2 separate regions of the Macaca mulatta genome follow, and region 2 is linked to region 1. Evidence: chromatin contacts called from public Hi-C data. All regions are on one chromosome and are shown on one strand. The core of a region is the stretch at or near the end of the contact, and the rest is flanking DNA. Distances in the headings are between cores, read along the strand shown. Region 1 holds the start of DESI2 (desumoylating isopeptidase 2). Region 2 holds the start of ADSS2 (adenylosuccinate synthase 2).

The links. Hi-C and Micro-C count contacts between places; a contact is called where the count stands out from the background.
Region 2: a contact with region 1 is called in a Hi-C map of blood, with 6 times the contacts expected there. The contact joins the promoter of ADSS2 here to the promoter of DESI2 in region 1. A contact is called at or near these places in 4 of 14 Hi-C or Micro-C datasets (blood, cortical neurons, fetal cortex germinal zone and 1 more).

The regions. Positions count from the first base shown.
Region 1 is chr1:4,474,658-4,478,581 of T2T-MMU8v2.0, reverse strand. It overlaps DESI2 (desumoylating isopeptidase 2), which reads left to right and starts at 1,672. Exons shown (of 5, transcript NM_001257794.1): 1 at 1,672-1,824. The coding sequence starts at 1,783.
Region 2 is chr1:4,674,644-4,678,567 of T2T-MMU8v2.0, reverse strand. ADSS2 (adenylosuccinate synthase 2) reads right to left here and starts at 2,193. Exons shown (of 13, transcript NM_001261110.1): 1 at 1,933-2,193. The coding sequence starts at 2,115.

The DNA.
Region 1 (3,924 bases), core at 423-2,922:
GTGGGCCATGACTTGACCATGTGTCCCTCATCATCCATCAGGCTAGCCTACACTCATTCCTAAGATGGTGGCCACAGGACTCCCAAGTTCAGCAAGAGGGCAAGTCCCAACTCACAAGTGTTTTTTAAGCCTCTGCTAGCATGCTGTTAATGTCCCATGTCCAAAGCAAGTCACAGTCCAGTGCAGTCAGTGGGGGGAGACACCACCAAAGAGTACAATTTGGGAGACTGGAAATAATTTGTGGCTATTTTGATAATCTGCCACACTCATCTTCCTGTTTCCACCTCCTTTGCCTCTCTGAAATCCATTTTCCACACAGCAACCCAAGTAATCATTTTTAAACACACGCACAATCATTTCACTCCCTGGTCCAAACTTATGGCTTCATTCAAAATACAACCCCTGTTATGAATTTTAAAATCCTTCCGAGCTCTGGCTTCTGCCTACCTGCCCAGCTCATCTAACACCATCGTGTCCTTGCCTATTGTGTCCCAGCAACAGTGATCTTTTGTTTCCTTGAATACAGACAACTCCTTCATGCCTCAGATCTTTGCATTTGTTCCCTTTGACTGAAATACTCCTCCCCCTCATATTTGCGGGGCTGGCTTTGTCATTCATAGTTCAGCTTAAAACTCATCTCATTACAGCGATCTTCCCCGTGCAGCCAATTTAAGATTACTCTCAATGACTTCACCTTATTTAAATTTTCTGCAAAGCACATACCAGTGATAATTTGTTTGTCCCTGTTCCTGTTTATCACAATATTCCCGAGGGCCTACAACACTGCCTGGCACATAGGAAGCACACAACAAATATTTGTTAAATTAATGCAGAGCTGCATACTACGTCCCAGGATTGTGCTAAGCTATGGTTACTGGACCCTTCTCATATCAGCAGGATAGTTTCACAAAACGTAAATTCCACACTGAGGATTAACTGGATGCACGTTACACCTCATCCCACACCAGTAACTCGTCTTCCTGTTTCCCCACCCCTCCCTTTGCCAAAGAAAAAGTGAGGAGGGATTTGGAAAACTTAGGGTCATCACTCTGGTCTTTTGCCACATTTCGTTGGCTTCATCGAGCTCAACGCGACATGAACTACTAACAGCAGCAGCACCGGCGATGAGAGGGTGAATGAAAGTAGAAGACTTCACCGCCCGCGGACCGCAAGGTATCGGCCGCAGCTCCAAAGCACTGCATGCTGGGAGCAGTAGTCTCCCAGGGAGGCCTGGTCTGGTAGGACCGGGGCCCCCGCGGCATGCAGGGAGTTGTAGTCGAAGGACTGTTGAGACTCCGCCTCTGCGCTTATAGTAGCGAGGGGGAATCCTCACTGCATGCTGGGAACTGTAGTGTTCCTGTGGCCCCGTGCCTCCAGAACGCGGAGGCGCCGAAGCTGCCGCCATTTTAGGTCCCGAGGTGCGGCGGCCGGGAGCCAGAGCGCAGGCGGGCTCAGTCCCGGCGCCGGGCCGGCCCCGCCCCCGGGGCGCCTGGCGCCCGCCCCTTGCTCAAGCCCCGCCTTTCCCCACGTGTCTGCCGCCTAGGGGAGGTGCCTCATCCGGAGCGGGCCGCCAACGGTCCGGCCCCGTCCGCACAGAGGCTCCTGTCGGCGGCGCCCGGGAGCGGCTCGGCTGCCCGATGCTTCCGCCCCGGCTGCCGCGGGCCGGGCTGTGCGCTTAGTGCCCGGCTCGGGCCCCCTGAAGCGCCCGCGGGGGTGAGAGCGGCCTCCGGCCCCGCGGAGACGGAGCGGCTTGAGGACGAGGCGGCGGCCGCGGGGAGGAGGATGGGGGCTAACCAGTTAGTGGTGCTCAACGTGTACGACATGGTGAGTGCGGCCCCTGGCGGCCCCGAGCCCTGGCCCAGGCCGGCTTCCTCTCGCCGGTCGGGCTCGGACCCCGGCCCCAGGCGCTTCCTGCCTCGCGTCTCCGCCTCCAGCCTAGTTCTCGGGGGAAGCCGGGGGTAAAGGAGGGAGTGTGGTTCATTTTTAATCCTCGCACTCGTCGACGCTCCGGTGAACCCAGTCAGCCCGAGGCTTTGGCCGGTGCTCAGGTGGGCTGGAACCTCTCCCAGCCGCTCCGGTTGGCCGCGACCCTGGCTCTGGGCCCGACCCCTTGGCCCACGAGCAGTGTCCTTTCGGCAAAGCTTCCGTTGCGTGTCCAACCCCACTTGCCGGCCCCCGGGGCTGCCCCGGGACCCCCGTCCCGACCGCCTGCGCTCCCAGCTCCTCTGCTTCTGCCGAGCTGTGCATCTCTCTCCGTGGCTTAGTCTTGAAAAACTCCCAAGCCCCTCCAAGTCCAGAAAGTCACAGCTTTCGGGTGCCTGTGCTAGAATCTCTTCAAAGGTGAACAGGAGCCAACACACCCTTGCCTTGTGTGTTCAAGGCAACCGCGTTAAAATATGAATGAGGCTAACATTTCTCAAGAAAATAGCCCAGCTGAATGATTCAGAGATCCTGGTGGTGCTCCTTTCCCACACCCTGAAGACCACTTTCCCGGTGATGCAACAGGTGACGTGACCACAGGAGAGGGAAGGGAAGAAGTTGTTTGTTGTGTCATGTAACTTTGGAGTCTGGCAGGCACGCAGAATCGAGCCCAAGAACTGGTTTGCCTGATTTTTGCAGTTGAAATTACCCCAGAAAAAGCACCCGGTGGAGAGTTGTCGTTGCAGTTAGATGTATGCCTGGGTGCGTTTGCTTGCTTTGGGTTGATGGGTTTTTGTTCTGTCGAATGGATTACCTCTGACTGCAATGCTTAAAATTCCTTGTAAGTTGACTGACAAATGAAAAATTGCCCATCGTGGTTTTTGTTGGCTTAAAGATGCGGGAGAGCAGAAGGACTACAGGCCAGGAGTCTTACACAGTTCTAAACTTTGTATTCCCTTGTATTATTTATAAGTTTCTACATTTACAGTGTTATATCTTGGGTAGAAAGGGATTCCTCAGGCCATATCTGGGAATTGTGTCAGAAGGGTGTAGGAACTGCCTGCCACTTGAGATGAGTCCTCTGTTGAATTCTGATGTGAGCTTGGAGATGAGATGAGTTCACATGCTGAGAAAAGTGGAACAGCACAGAAAAAGTTGAAGAGAATAAGCCAAACAAAAGATCCTAGAAAAGCATGGCACTTTGTAAATTCTTTGGCCTGTGTCACTGTTGAGAAATAATTCTCTAGACTTAAACTTTTTGTGTTCAGCTGAACGCCTTTATTTTTCAAGGTTCTTACTGCCCTTGTACTTTTTCTGTGCACCACTCCCCCCCCATCTGAGTGTGGTTTGTTTTTTATTCATGAAGGCTATTGCTGTCTTTCAGAATATATTCTGCTCTTGAGAGCACAGTGTGCCTTTTCTCCTAGATTGTTAAACAAACCCGTTTATAAATTAGGATACAATGGCCAGAAGCCGTGGTTTCAGAGCCTAGAAGAATTTGTGAGAATAGAGGAAGAGAGTTTTACCTTTTATATGAAAATGAAAATGCATTTTTTGGCATATAGTGGGCTTTACACTTTAGGCATTCTGTGATACAGGAAAATCTTTGCTAATTGTGGTCGATTGGGAAAAGCTAGAGATGGTATTCAGTATTTTCAAAGGGAGGACTGTTCTGGACGATGTTAAAATATTGACTAATTAACAAGATCTTATTCTTCACATCAAGTTTGTAAAATAGGTAGTTACAGAATGAAGCAGACGGGGAAGAGAGTAAGTGATCTGCCCAAACAACTAAAAATATAATCTAGAATTTGTCAACCAAAATCTTATTCACTATCTTCTCTTCTAATTCCTGCATTTATGTCTTTATATTGCTTATGAACAGGAGATGAAGCATATGAATGTTTATCGGAATGATAAATAGTTGAATTATTAGACTTTTAATAAACTTGATCTTGCATGTTTTTTTGAGGGCTTTGAGTGTTTTACGTCACTAATTCAGCA
Region 2 (3,924 bases), core at 944-3,443, 200 kb before region 1:
TAAAAGGCACTAGAAGAACATAAGGATTCTATAAGGAAGGTAGTTAGGTCAAAAATATATAGATGAGGGAAGTCTGCCTAACAGGGCCCCTCATTTGTTTCTCCACTATCTTCAGGTAACATTTTAAAGCCAAACTTAGTTCCTTCTCAATCACTTCTCTAGACTTTCCAAGGGCATCAGATCAGGTCGGTCCACGACTTCAAGACTACTTTCTTGGTAACATTAGTAACACCTTCTCCAAGCTACAAACTACTTCTAATATTTCTCGATAGAATATTAAATTGAGAATCCTTTAGAATAAATACCATAATGGTTGTGTTCTCTAAACCTTCTTACAACCCATAGTGTAGCTCAACCTGACCTACTTCCACGTAAAGATTTCAAGATGTCAGTGAAGGAGACACACAGGCCTCCGCCTCTCTCCGCTTCTAGACAGCAAGAAAGTTCGGCGTTCTGGTGCGTCTTCCCCACAGCATGACCAGATCTGAATGTAAGACAAAAGGTAGGTAAAGGCTGGATTTCTGGAGTATTTCCTAAGAAAGTGTGGGGCAGGAATTCAATGGCAACACCCTCCAGAGTGCTAAGGTACAAAGTGTGTTGCCAGAGGGGTGGAGAAGTAATAGGCTGGAAGGGAAGGAGGGAGAGGTGGTAGTGACGGTTTCCTAAGAGGCAATTAGTGTAACAGCTATTTCAGAATGGACAGGGTGGATTTCTGCATGAAAACAAAACAAAACGAAACAAGGTAAATCAGAGAATATTTGCAGTATTTGCATTTAGCTCTTCTATATACCTGTGATTTCACTGTTTCTGCATGCTCAGAATGGTATTCAAGGGGGCCTATGACTTACTAGAACATATACAGCATGGCACCATCATATCATGCCATGTATGTTCAAAAACAAATACTCTTGCAACCTAAACAGACAGCAGTTAACTTCAAATATTAAATTATGCTTTGTTTTGAACGTGGTTATTACTCATCTACTTAGAATTTTGAAGCTGGAGAGAGTTATCTGAGAGCCTTTACAAAGGCCTCCCCTGTATGTTGGTTCAAAGGAAACGACAAATAGGAAGAAAGCTTACATCGAAAACCACGTGTCTCCCGTTAGAAGTTCATTACCACCTCGTTTTCCGAAAGTGCACTTTCGATGTCACCTTGGCAATGCAAATATTTATTTCTAAAGACTCAAGTTGATATCCATGTATTTACTTTTTTTCAACAGAGAAGGGATTCCTTCCTCTGGGACCAACTAGTAAAAGTAGTTTCTCCTTAACTTTAAGGTACGGAGCACATTGTAAAAACAAAAACAAGAAACTCAGGGCCCTAAAACAACAGTCCAAAGCCCAGAGGTGGGTGGGTTTGGATGTCAACAAAGTGGACCAGAGGAAGCAAAACACTGCATGCCACAGTCCTGCAGACGGGGGATCGGCGACTCTGGGTTTCAGGACATTTCGAAACAATCCACTCCCACTCCACCGCTCTGGGCGGGGTGGGGGGCGGTGATGGGGGGACTCTGCCGTCGCGCCGGGTCTCCGCCCGCAGTCGGAAGAGTTGGGAGCAGGCCTCGGGCGGTAGCTCCTCAAACTCGGACCGCATCCCACCTCCACCCTGGCCTCAGTCCCGGGGCGGAGCACCAGTCCCCAGACGCCAAACTGCAAGTCCCCAGGCATCGCGCATCTCTCAAAGGCTCCCCGCCAGCCCACCTTTTCCTCCAGAACCACCCCAAGTTTCACCCGACGCTCCAGGTCAGGGGTCCCCGACCTCCCGCCATTTCTCCACGTCGCCGCAGCTCAGGACAGGAGGAGAGAGCCTCAAGGTGACACCTCATTTTGGCCAGTGGATCCGGGTCCTGGGTCCGAGTTCCTGGGCACCAGGTGCCAGGCAGCCCGAGCTCCCGGGCCCAGCCTCCCGTGAGAGGCCCGTCGCCTCACCTGGCAGCGGCACACGATGTCGGCATCCTGCGCCAACAGATCCACCACCTTCCCTTTGCCTTCGTCGCCCCACTGCGCACCGAGCACCACCGTCACCCGGTTTCCTCCGGGCCGCGCCCTGGGGCGGCCGCAATCGCCGTTGGGCAGGGAGGATGTCGCCGGGTAGGTCTTGGCTAACGCCATGGCTCCGGTGACGCGAGGAGAGCCCGAAGGAGAGGCGGCCGCCGAGGAGTGAACGAACCGAACTGCTCTGCGGCCGCCAGCCACATGCGGAGGAAGAAGGAGCCAGAGGCCGGCCCCGCCCCCGCCCCGCCGGGCCGCCACCCTCCAGCCAGTCCCCGCCCCGCTCTCCGCCACAGCCCGCTCAATGGGGGACCATGACTGCCCCGCGCAGGCCGGCCTCGGCAGCACCGCCCGCAGGAAGAGGCCCTGGTGGCGGCAACCGCCACCACCCCGGGCCGAGGCCACGCCCCTTCCGCGGCCACGCCCCTTCCGCGGCCTGGCGCGCCACTCCTGTGCGAACCTCGCGAGCGGAAAAGGTCAGGGGCGGGGCTTCGAGAGCGCTTCTCCTTCAGCACCCCGCCTACCCGCTCTACCTCTCGCTTTCAAACTGGAGAGGCGCGGAGGCGCGTGTGGAGCGTCGGACTACAACTCCCAGCACGCAACGCTCTGGGCTGCGGCGGCGTATTCTGGGGCCCCTCTGTCTGCCATCTGCAGGTTTGTCTGGATTTGTCTTTATTAAGGAATGAACGTGTACAAAATACAAAGTGTGGAATTTCTCAGTACAAACAGCATAAAATCGGAACGTGTAAGTGTAGAATTGGAAATTGAAAGTCTGGAAGTAACAGAGATGGGGACAGGGATCAAATAAGACAAAATTCAAGGCCGGGCGCGGTGGCTCAAGCCTGTAATCCCAGCACTTTGGGAGGCCCAGACGGGCGGATCACGAGGTCAGGAGATCGAGACCATCCTGGCTAACACGGTGAAACCCTGTCTCTACTAAAAAAATACAAAAAAACTAGCTGGGCGAGGTGGCGGCACCTGTAGTCCCAGCTACTCGGGAGGCTGAGGCAAGAGAATGGCGGGAACCCGGGAGGCGAAGCTTGCAGTGAGCTGAGATCCGGCCACTGCACTCCAGCCTGGGCGACAGAGCGAGACAACGTCTCAAAAAAAAAAAAAAGACAAAATTCAACAGTAAGGCGATAAGGTAAAGGACATGAGATCTGAAATCAATAAATCAAGTAAAGTCCTAATTCTCATTTTACACAGTAATAACAAAGGCTCAGAGAGGAGGAGTGGATTACCTATGTCATATATAGTACATATATGCAGATACTGTCATGCACTTCTTTTCTTTTTTTAAATCCCCACAACCATATAAGGTAGGTGATCCTCTATTATCCTTATTTTACAGGATTTGAAAGCGAGGTAACTTGCCCTAGTGACGCCTGAATTGGTACTTCGATCATCTGAGTCCAGAGCCCATGTCCTTCCTGTAGATTCCACTGTCTCTTAGTTACAGTTGTAACTAGATTCTGGCGTATACCTACTGTTCATCTAATGCCCTTTCAACTCCAACACAAATTAACCATGATGCTTAATTCTGATAAAAGGTGCTTCGAAAAAAAGTGGGAATAGAATCACATTACATGTACCATCTCCCAAATCGCCTGGACATACTGTATGTTCACTAATGGTCTCTAGAGCGCACTTTAGTATTTTATTTCTAGTCAATGAGTTAAGTCAGGAACATTGAGAACCTGCTATTTACTAAGTGTCCTGGGCACTGATAACATAGGAGAAATAAAGATACAATTGCAGCCCTCAAGGATTCAAATTATTCGGTCTATTGATTAGTAAACAAATTAATTATAATACTATGTGATAATTGGTGTCTATCTTGGCCTTATTACAAGATCACAAACGTTTTGGAAATGAGAATGCCATCTATTTCTTTCTACTCAAATGCCCGAGGTAGTGCTGGGCAGATAG